Regions from separate parts of the Triticum aestivum genome. Here all the other regions are linked to region 1. The links are chromatin contacts, called in public Hi-C maps. All regions are on one chromosome and are shown on one strand. The core of a region is the stretch at or near the end of the contact, and the rest is flanking DNA. Distances in the headings are between cores, read along the strand shown.

The links. Hi-C and Micro-C count contacts between places; a contact is called where the count stands out from the background.
Region 2: a Hi-C map of leaf shows a contact between it and region 1, with 7 times the contacts expected there. The contact joins the promoter of LOC123072164 here to the promoter of LOC606348 in region 1. A contact is called at or near these places in 5 of 5 Hi-C or Micro-C datasets (leaf, root and an unstated tissue) and 1 of 1 datasets of contacts at active chromatin or transcription factors (leaf).
Region 3: a Hi-C map of leaf shows a contact between it and region 1, with 5 times the contacts expected there. The contact joins the promoter of LOC123072161 here to the promoter of LOC606348 in region 1. A contact is called at or near these places in 3 of 5 Hi-C or Micro-C datasets (all in leaf) and 1 of 1 datasets of contacts at active chromatin or transcription factors (leaf).

The regions. Positions count from the first base shown.
Region 1 is chr3B:747,296,834-747,300,396 of IWGSC CS RefSeq v2.1, forward strand. LOC606348 (auxin response factor 4) reads right to left here and starts at 1,899. Exons shown (of 15, transcript XM_044495723.1): 1 at 1,765-1,899; 2 at 1,561-1,667; 3 at 1,332-1,427; 4 at 1,160-1,216; 5 at 891-1,058; 6 at 707-791; 7 at 386-476; 8 at 133-297; 9 at 1-17. The coding sequence starts at 1,819.
Region 2 is chr3B:747,507,839-747,511,401 of IWGSC CS RefSeq v2.1, forward strand. It overlaps LOC123072164 (2-hydroxyacyl-CoA lyase), which reads right to left and starts at 1,953. Exons shown (of 2, transcript XM_044495724.1): 1 at 240-1,953. The coding sequence starts at 1,646.
Region 3 is chr3B:747,115,763-747,119,325 of IWGSC CS RefSeq v2.1, forward strand. It overlaps LOC123072161, which reads right to left and starts at 1,812. Exons shown (of 7, transcript XM_044495721.1): 1 at 1,342-1,812; 2 at 958-1,076; 3 at 818-883; 4 at 312-509. The coding sequence starts at 1,648.

The DNA of each region.
Region 1 (3,563 bases), core at 649-3,148:
ACTCTGAACGGCTTGTCCTGAAATTGACAGAGAGTAGACAAGTGTAAGTACTCAGAACAGGACAGTGGGAACGAATTAATAAATAAAGATAAAGCAGTATGACTATAAAAGAGATGTTGATATATCATATACCTAGGCTTGTAGTAGACAGTGAACATGGTTTTTGTGTTGATAGCGTGCCATGCAGTTGCAAGGACTCCAAGGTGCATGCTGTGACTAGATATGACTGAAGAAGCTATATTGGAGAACTGTCTCATAGCCCGCCTAACACCAACACGAAGCTCACCGCTCTCTCCTCTGCATGGTGCAGAACAGAAACAGAATTAGCAACAGCTTGGGAATTGCCGAATTGGTATGCTTGGGAGAAAAGGAAACAACAGCAGACCTGAGGAAAATGAAGGCGTCCCCAGCGACAAGCCTTTTGGAACTGACAAAGACGCTCCAGCCGCTCTGAAGGAGATGCCTCCTAGGTTGCCCTGTTGATTTGCAGTAAGTTAACACAGATATGATTGATGCTATCACCATCAACTACAAGGTGAACCTTCTCCAAATTGTGTACAGGTTTAATGTATTGCATTGTCACTCATAACAAAGCTCCTACGACGAAATGGTCTGCTGAATTGATCATCTTCAGATCACACTGGCATATATACATGGCAATGTCAAACGGCTACGGATCACGGTAAGGCAAGGAACGCAAAGTTACCGCGGAAAATGTGGCGGAAGCGCCACTCCATGCCATGAAGATCCTTTGCCACAAGCTCTTGTGTGGGAGGAGACTGCGTCATATCCTGCCAAATAGAAGATCAGGTCAGCGAATGCCACAAACCGACGGCAAGCCATACACTACGCAGGTTCCTTATGACTTTAATTGTAGAATGCAGACATACTAGGGGAGGGAGGCACTCGTCAGCGTGGCGGCGCAGCACCGAGAAGCCGCCATGTGTGCTGGTGTCGGACGCGGTCAGGGTCTTGCAGAAGGACCTCACCGCCGGCCTGGCAGGCGTGGTGCCTCCTGTTGCAGGGCTCGACTTCTCCGTCGTCGTCGCATCACTTTGCTGAAAAATACATGTCGCGACGAAGTGAACACCCTCGAGCAGAAGAAAAGGGGATCCCCAAAACATTCATTTTGGCGGGAGAGATTGAGGGAAGGGCTTACTTCCGGCTCCGGCATGAGCATGACCTGCGCGTAGACCTCGTCCGTGTCCGCCTCCGCCTGCCAAAAATTCCCAGGAAAAGTGAGGCGTCCGAATCGAATTTCGGAGCACGCAGGAGGATGAGAAAATTGGGCGGAATTGAGCGCGGGAAGCGGGCGGGGGAGAGGCAGGCACCTTGAGCTCGACGTTGAGGACGCGGCAGAGCAGCTTAGAGGGCAGATCGTAGAGGCGCATCTGGTTGGCGGCGACCTGGTTCATGGAGGCCTCCACCTGAAAAAAGCAAAACCCAAAGCGGAAAAGCGAAATTCAGCGCGCGAACCGCGGAGCAGCGACCTCCCCGCGCCGAATCGCGCGAGGGCCGAGGGATGGAGGGGGGCGAAGGGGAAGGCGGCGTGGTGAGAACCTGCTCGATGTGGCCCTGCGGGAAGTAGTAGACCATGTCCCCGACGCGCGGCACGGTGACGAGCGGGCCGGCGCAGGCGTGCCAGAGCTCGTCGTACAGCGGATCCCCTGCTCCGCCAAACCCATGAGACATCAGGCACGAGGAGGAGGAGGAGAGTAGGGAGACGGAAAGGGGGGCGCGACGGCCAGATCTGCGCGCGCGTACCTGTGGAGGCGCCCTGCGGGGGCGGGGGCGGCGGCGGCATGGCCGCGGGCGGCATCCGGCGGTCGCGGCAGCGGCGGCGCGGGGGGAAACCCTAGCGGGGGTCGAGGAGGGAAAGGGGGGAGGGGAGGGAGTGGGGGAAGGGAGCGGCAGCAGCGGCAGCGTCAGTAGAAATGTGGGGGTGGGGAGGGGGGGGGGGAGGAGGAGGACGGGAGGGGAGGGGAGGGGGATGGGGGCTGATTAATTTGGTGGTGGTCTCTTGGTAGGGAGTAGGGGAGTGAATCAGACACTGACACGCACACGGAAAGAGGGAGGGCGACGCCGACAGCCGAACGCCCCTCGTGAGACACCGCCCCCGACAACCCCCAAGCCGCGGGGCCCGCCCTGTCCCCCCGATTAACGCACACAGTATAATATTCTCGATCGCCTGTCTCTCTCCCTCCCAATTCACCGCGTACCACATGTTTTTCTTTTTTTGAAGTTGCGTACCACATGGTTGTTCCCTCGAATTACCTTGGCGTGGTGATTCTTTTTATTCTTTTTGTTTACTTGGGCAATGCCGTGAACGTCTTGCTAGAAGGTCTAATTTTTTGGAACTGAGGTTTAGTAGGCATCGGTCAGGTGATGTGAAGGGCCTTCATCGAGGCAATCCGGTGTAAGAGTCGTGGCAATGGGGGTGTCTTACGGTTGCCAGAGAAATTCCTCATTTCGACATTGCCGTGACACCCCCCTCCCTCCCTTGTTCGACGTTTATATTATAGGGAAAAGAATGTATGGGCGAGGGGTTTTGAGATTCAAGGAGTTTCGATTTATAAGACAGAAAGATTCAACTAAGAAGCCAAGATGGTTTCAACATTTTGGAGTGAGCTTTTCACAAAAGTGAGAAAAATTTGGGAGAACTTTCACAGAGTTTGGAGATGAATTTCGAAATGATTGGCCCAACTTTCATAGGTATGATAAAAAAAAGCTTAAGAAATAATTCAACAACGTTTTTGAATATCCAGCAAATAAAACTTTTCAAATCTTGGGCCTGACTTTCAGACCATCCTTGAAAGAATTCGGGAAATTGAAGAACGTGACCTTCGGAATTGTTGTGTGGTGAAGACAGCACTCCAAATGGTGCCCCACCTCGCTGCCGCCAAATCTGGAAGCCATATGGACCCCGGGGGTGCTCGGATCCAGCCATAGCCCTCTCGGATGTGCTAGGATCCAAATGACATGGACAACGCTCCACATGGTGTCCCGCCTTGCCACCTCTGAATTGGCAGCTACATGGACCTTGTCAGTACTCGAATCCGATCGAGCCCTTTCAGCGATGCCAAGATACAGATGGCTGGCATGGAGTATTGCTTGATAAAGGAAGTGCTCCAATTGGTGCCTCACCTTACCACACCAAACCTGGCAACCATATGGACCTCAGCGGTGCTCAGATTCAGCCAAAGCCCTTCGGTGGTGCTAGGATCCAAATGACGCGGAGTATTCCTTGATGAAAGCAGTGCTCCAGTTGGTGCCCCACCTCGCCACCACTGAATTTGGCAGCAACAGAGAGGTTTATGGTGCATGGATCCATCCAAAGCCCTTTAGCGGTGCTAGGATCCAGATGACATGGAGAATTTCTTGATGGAAGCAGCGCTCCAGTTGGTGTCCCATCTCGCCACCACTGAATTTGGCAGCAACGGAGAGATCTACGGTGCTCAGATCCATCCAAAGCCCTTCGGCGGCGCTAGGATCTAGATGACATGGAGTATTTCTTGATGAAAGCAGGGCTCTAGTTGGTGTCCCACCTTGCCACCACTGAATTT
Region 2 (3,563 bases), core at 703-3,202, 210 kb after region 1:
CATCTACTTTTCAGTGTTCAGTTCTGCTTAGGAGGTACCAGTACCTTCCAAGCGCGGTAGAAATGCTCATTGACAGTGGCACGAAGTGACCAATCTACTACCCTTGCTTGCCTCACCCAAAAAATGTCAATTTCAGCTCACAACAACATGATAATAGCATAACAACGTGAAACAAAGAAGGGTACTACCAATAATACTTTTGCACAATTAAACCAAGTAGTGGATGTCATTACACATACCTCAACCTCCATTGCACTGAAACCGAATCCAGAGTCGCCCTCCACAGCAACTACGAGCCGCTCTGGCTCAGCCACTGCTGCCGCAACACAGTACCCCAACCCAACACCCATCGTCCCCCATGTCCCTGCATCCAGTCTTGTCCTTGGCTCATTCTGCACAAGCACAGCCCTGCCAACATCCATGGTATTCGCCCCTTCCGAGACCACAACTGGAGCAGGGCTCCCCTCGGCAAGGATCGCATCGCGAATGATCCGCATGGGTGTCATGAAATTGAACGGCACAACATCCTTCACAAGCTGTGCCTCCATCTTTAGCACATTATCCTTGCTCTTCTTGGTGATTGCATCAACCCATGGGTGCGACCGCGCCAAGCAGAATGGCTGATCCTTGATCTCCCTGTTGAGGAGCTCAACGACTTTCTTCGCATCCCCAACCAGACCAACCTGCGGCTTCCGAAGCTCAATCTCATCTTCAGAGACGTCCACAAGTATGAACTTGACATCCTTGGACCACTTGGGAGGCTCACCAAAGTGAAGCAACCAGTTCAGCCTGGCGCCGACGACGAGGGCCACATCGCACTGCCCAATGGCGAGGGAACGCGCGGCGGTGGAGGACAGTGGGTGCACATCTGGCACGACCCCCTTCCCCATGGGAGTCGGGAGGAAGGGGATGCCGGTGGTGTCCACCAGCTTCTGGATCGCCACCTCGGCACGGGCGTACGCCGCGCCCTTCCCGATCACGATCAGCGGCCGTTCCGCGCGCCGGAGCAGCTCGGCCGCCTCCACGATGCCCTGGTCCAGGGACTTGTGTTTCGGTGGGGACGGATCGGCGGAACCGGCCGCGGCCGCGGCCTCTGCTATGAGGGAGGCGGCGTCGGATTCGGCGAGGGTTTGGTGGAGGACGTCGGAGGGGATGTCGAGGTAGCACCCGCCGGGGCGGCCGGCGACGGTGGCGGCGAGGGCCTGGAAGACGAGGCGGGGGATGTCGGCGATGTCGGCGGCCTTGACGGCGAGCTTGGCGAAGGGCCTGGTAGCGGCGATCTGGTCGAGCTCCTGGAAGTCGCCCCGGCCGGCGTCGCGCTGGTCGCAGGAGCCGGAGACCATGAGGAGCGGCCAGGCGTTGGCGGTGGCGTGGGAGAGGCCGGCGAGGCCGTGGACGCAGCCCGGCCCGGAGACGGTGAGGAGCAGGCCGGGGCGGCCCGTGAGGAAGCCGTAGGCCGCGGCGGCGTACCCCGCGGACTGCTCGTTGCGGAAGGCGAGGAAGCGGCACCCGGCGGCGGCGGCGCGGGAGGCCAGGGAGGTCACCGGGATGCCCACCACCCCGAACATGTGCCGCGCCCCCGCGGCCGCCAGGGCGCGACCTGCGAGCGCGCTGCCGTCGACCCTCGCGGCGGAGTCGGACGCCATCTGTGTGGTGGTCTGGGGATGGGTGGGTTCTTCTCCGATCCGGCTCAGAGTGGTTGGGCGTGGGTTCGCTGGCACACGGAAGTTTATAAAGGGGGTCAGTTAGTCACTGGCGGCGGCGTGCCGGCGGGCGAGGCGGGGCAGATGCGCCTCCCCGGAGCCTGCGGTGTATCTGGTTCCGGTGGCGTCCGGCGGCCGGTGGGGAAATCTGCTGGATGTAGAGGAAAGAGTGCTCCTTTTGCTCTCCTCTCCTCTCCTCTCCTCTCCTCCACCAACATGTTTGTTGGCCAGAGTCTGCATAGACTTCATCATCATGTTCAAAAGCACTTTCCCCTCCACTGAAGTGATCAGGCCAACATACATAGGCAACTCAATATAGTTCCAGATAAAATGGTTATCGATGAATATGCTCAGTACAACAGTTATTAATGATCGTCACAACAGTTATTAATCCCTTCTTCAAGGTGTGCGCTTCATAGTCTAGAAGCTTGATGGGAGATCTTAGGTGAGCATAACGATCGCGACTTTTGTTGATCCGTCGTTCTCGGCATTTGTTCCTTTTGTACTTTATCTTTCTTTTTTCTTTTTAGATGTGATTGTGTTGCTTCTGCCCCAGCACCTATCGTTGGCTTTATAGAGTGTTGAGAGAGAGAGAGAGAGAGAGAGAGATCCAACAACTGTCTTTTCTTTCCCTCCAACTTTCTTTCCTCTCCAACTATTTCTCCTTTCACAAAATCGATTTTACCCAAATTATAAATTCAGCCAATTTCTATTTTGAGCATGGTACCATGGCAATGCTTGCATACACGCATATACGCTCACTCATATAAACACACTCACTGTATCCTTATGGCACCTTTCGAGATACTGAACCGTCACAACATTTTGAGAATGGCAAAGTCACCACAGATGTCCATTTCCTCTATTGTTCATTCGGTCTAATTTTTAATCTCCAAAAGGATGGTGTATAGTATACTCCCTCCATCCCATAATGTAAGACGTTTTTTAACACTACACTAGTGTAAAAAAGCGTATTACATTATGGGAGGGAGGGAGTAATTTTGTTTTGTATTGGTGTTTGCCTCCAAGTGTCTTTCATTGTCCGGTATTGTTTTCCTTCAAATATAAGATGTCCTTTGGATGCCTCTTTCGAAAAAAAAACTAAAAGCATTTTTGGCATGACACACAAAAGAAACTGAAAGCGCTAAGAATATGGAGTCAGGATTTGCCAAACATGCTAAAGGGAATTGCCAGGCTCACAGTACATAATTTTTTTTGGCATGTTTGAAAACATGACATTAGATTTGTAGTGGGTCCAGAGAAATAGGAACCCATCGGACAAAAATCTAATCTTTATCTTTACCTAATAATAAAGAAAATTGGGTTTCTGTCGTCCGTCTTCGCTAGCGATTTTGCAAAATAGTCCCTGTCCTTTTTGTTATTCAACCCGCAGTCCCTTTTTAAGTGGATATATAATATACGTCGTTCTTACAAAAAAGACCCTGTGTTTTTGTTATTCGGTTGCTGGCGAGCGAGACAAGCTGCAGGTCGAGGCTGGCCGCGATGCAGAAGATGTCCGGCGCGGCGGCTGCGATCTCCGGCCAGATCCGGTCGAGGAGGCGAGGCTGGAGCGATCTAGGAGGCGCGGGAGGAGGTCCAGCGGCGAAGCTTCAACTCCAAGTACATGGTGGCGGTGTTCCTCGCCGGTTCCGAGCGAGATGGGGCTGCGATGCAGACGATGCCGGGCGCGATGACGACGATCTCCGGCCAGATCCGGTCTAGGAGGCGAGGCAGGGGCCGGATCCTGCTCGGGGGATGGCGTGGAGGCGATCTACGAGGTGCGGGAGGAGGTCCAGCGGCGGGGCTTGAACTCCAGCGGCCCCCCTTTCGATGGACGGGGTTGCCCACGTCGCCGGCAAC
Region 3 (3,563 bases), core at 562-3,061, 180 kb before region 1:
TATAGGTACTAGCTCAAAACTTTGTTTTGAATACAAGGATGTAGCATGCTAGTGGTTAAGTTCATGGTCTTAATATAATGATGGGAAGTTTAACTGAGCTAGGCAAAGCCCAGTGAGTATCTCCCAACAATGTGACACTGGTTTAAATGGCACCATTAGTCAAAAAAACTAAATATCAACATTTCTCCAAGTATATACCATAAATAAACTGGTTTACCAACATCAAAATTTGCATGGCCAATCTACTGCACACATACCTGAAATAAATAACTTTAGACCCCTACATACGGTAAACAAAATGTATCTCATACCTTTTGGTAGATGCCTTCACCACGGTTAACAGGCAACACTTTAACAGACCTGAAGAACGTGGACAGAACTGGATTTGTAAAGCAACGATCAGTCGCACATAGTGTCCATCTCAGCTTTTGTGCTTCCAACATAACAGATGGTGGCAGAAGGGAGGCAATCACAAAAGGGTCATCCATAGCAGCCACGTGATTGCTGACCTAGGATTATAAAAATGATAGAAGCATAGTGTGATTAGAAGAATGCATAGTGGAGAAATATGCAGTTAGGAAGAAATGCGGTATGTAAAACTTGACTAATGTTCAAAAGTTAAGCGATGCCACAATTCTTAAGAGAAAATATGCAGGTCATCGTCTTCTAAAAGAACATATACCACCAATTCACCACTTCAGTACAAGTTGCAGTCATATAAGAGTATGGATTTATGACTACTAGCGACCTTCAGACAACATGTCATGCAATGAAATGGAGTAACATTTTGCAATTATTCGACCACATGAGCACATACCGTTAGCAGAGGCTTGTCTTTAGGCCTCTCTTGTAACGCCTGCTGAAGTTTCTCTGCACCATAAATCTGCACAACTTGACAGGTTAGCAGAAGCCTGTGCACTCGAATTCGGACAATCAATCACTCTTGAGCTACAATACCTGGACAGAGTTAAGGCCATGCATAAAAACATGGCAAGCATTCCCGATAAGAGGAACGGCCAGCGCTTGGAGCGAGCGGAAAATCACGGAGTCTTCGACCCCGTTAACTTCTTTGCCCACTGCATTGACAAAGTGATGCGATTTAGAAACTGGTGCAATGAGGGAAACAGTATTCCCCCTCGTATCATGAGAGTAAGATAAAGGATACATCACCAGGACGGAGCGCCACATTTATCATCTCATTAGGCTAAATCAGATTGTTATGGACTCAGATAGTAGTACAAAGGATATTACCAACAGGTGACATCAAACAAGCATTCGTTTCGCAATGGTTTTTGACATGGAGCTATGAGACCAGTGGCACCAGACAAGAGATTGGCGTACCTTTCTTCCTGTAGAACTTGAAGGCGCTAGAGGAGGGCTTCGCCGCCGCGGCGGCGCTGGCGTCCGGGGAACCGGGGCCCTGCTGCTGGTCGGGTCCCTGGTTCTGCTTGTCCCGCTGCAGGATGGCGCGGAGGCGGTCGGACCACTGGCGCACGGCCTCGGAGGCGGCGCGGCCCTCGGGGCGGCGCCAGAGCCAGCGGCGGTCGACGGGCGCCACGCGGAGGCGGTTGCGGATCTGGGCCCCGACGGCGCGGGCCCCCTCCGCCCACGGCACCCCGCCGCCGGCCGCCATAGAGGGGTTGGCCATCGAAGAATGGTCAGCAAGTTAGGGTTTGCTCGGTCGCGAGTGCCGCTCAGCTCGGTTCCGTTCCGATCCGCGCCGGTATCAAATCGACTTTGATGAAAAAAAATCAAGCGGAAGAAAGAAGCCGGCCCTGCTCTTGGGGTGGAAGAAAGGAATGTGGTGGTGGGTCCCGGGGCGCAGTGGGCGCGAGGAATGGAGTGGCTGGGGCCCGGTGGCAGCGGGAGAATGGTGGGAGTGGGTTCCGATAAGGACGCTGCTCGGGGAGTCACAGTCCACGTCATCCACGACGGGGACGTGGCTGGATGATCGAAAATTCTAAATCCAACTCCATCGCATGACCCCAAACGGACGTCCGTTTCGTCCGGATTTCGTCCGTTTGGAATGGCAATGAGGAATTCTAGCCTCACCCCCAGCCCGCGCCCGAGCTCGCCACGCCCGGCCTGCGCCTGCGCCGGCCCGCGTGGCCACTCCCGCGGCGCCAGCCCGCCTCCCGTGCTCGCTCATGCCTCGCTCTCTCGCCGGGGCCACGCCGGCCAACGCGCCCGTGCCGCGTCCGAGCTCACCATGCCCGCAGCGCCGCCCCGCCTCCCGTGCTCGCCCATGCTTCGTTCTCTCGTCGGGGCCACGCCCGCCAGCGTGCCGCCGCCGCGCCCCCAGCAGCGTCGGCCCTGCCGCATTTTGCCGAGGAGTCGCCGCTGCTGTAGCTGCTATGGCGAGGAGAGAGAGAGAGAAAAAAAGTGAGAGAGAGACCGATGGGAGGCCTGAGTGGGTGACCAGTGGGTCCAGGCGCGGACGAGAAAGCGTTCGCTTGATGTCCGCTCGACCGCAAAGCCGAACTAAATTTGGGCTCGGGATGGGGCAAAGCGGACCAAAAGCGGACGTCTTTTTACGAATGAGGTTGCACGTTCAGCCACTTCATTTATCTGTTTAGATCCAAACGGACAGACCTGGACGTTTTGGAGTCACGGTGAAGATGGCCTAAACGCACGGACTGGTTACTGGCTTCTCGTCTGGAAACTTCTTTTCTTGGGTACATCCCTTCGGTCAAAGTTTAGTCAAATTACCCTAAAAGAGGTTTTGTCAAATTTCGGGCGCAAACATCAGAATATTGATTCACTCAAACTGCTCGTCCGAATGAGTTGAAGCTTAATCCTCTGTAACACTAACCTAGTTTTAGAGATGTCATGTCCAATTAAGGTCTTTAATTTAAATTGGATCGCCTCATTTTGACGGGGTCAACAATTTCTCAAAGCCCTCCATTCCTAATAAATATAGGTATTTTTAGAGATTTCACTATGGACTACATACAAATGTATATAGACATATTTTAGAGTGTAGATTCACTCATTTTGCTCCGTATGTAGTCTCCTATTGAAATCTCTAGAAAAACTTATATTTAGAAATAGAGGGGATACTATACAATATGGTTCTTATTTTCTAAGACTCCACAATTAATTGAGGTGTTCAATTTAGAATTGGATCACCCAATTTTGAATGGATAACACTTTATCAAGTTTTCTCATTCAATTATTTTAATTCACTATATTTCCTAATTTTGAACCACTTTCTTTCAATTTTGGATTTGATTTAAGATTTTGACCGGGCCAACGATTTTTCAAGTCAATCAGCAACAACTGGCATGTAAAAACGTATCAATCCCGCGCACCCTCCCACCATCTGAAAAAAAAAGCGCCATCATGTAATATTGTAGCACCAACATTGTAATACATGCCACCACTGATATAGAATTTTCACCACATAAATATAGGTTGGTTAGCGGATAATGTATAATCACACCAAGAAGGGCTCACTAAATCATTGCATTATAAATAAAAATAAAACACACTCTATCATCTCCCCCACCCGCCAAACTAAATATTCCATCATTTCTAAAATATAAGGGGCCGAACTGCGGGCA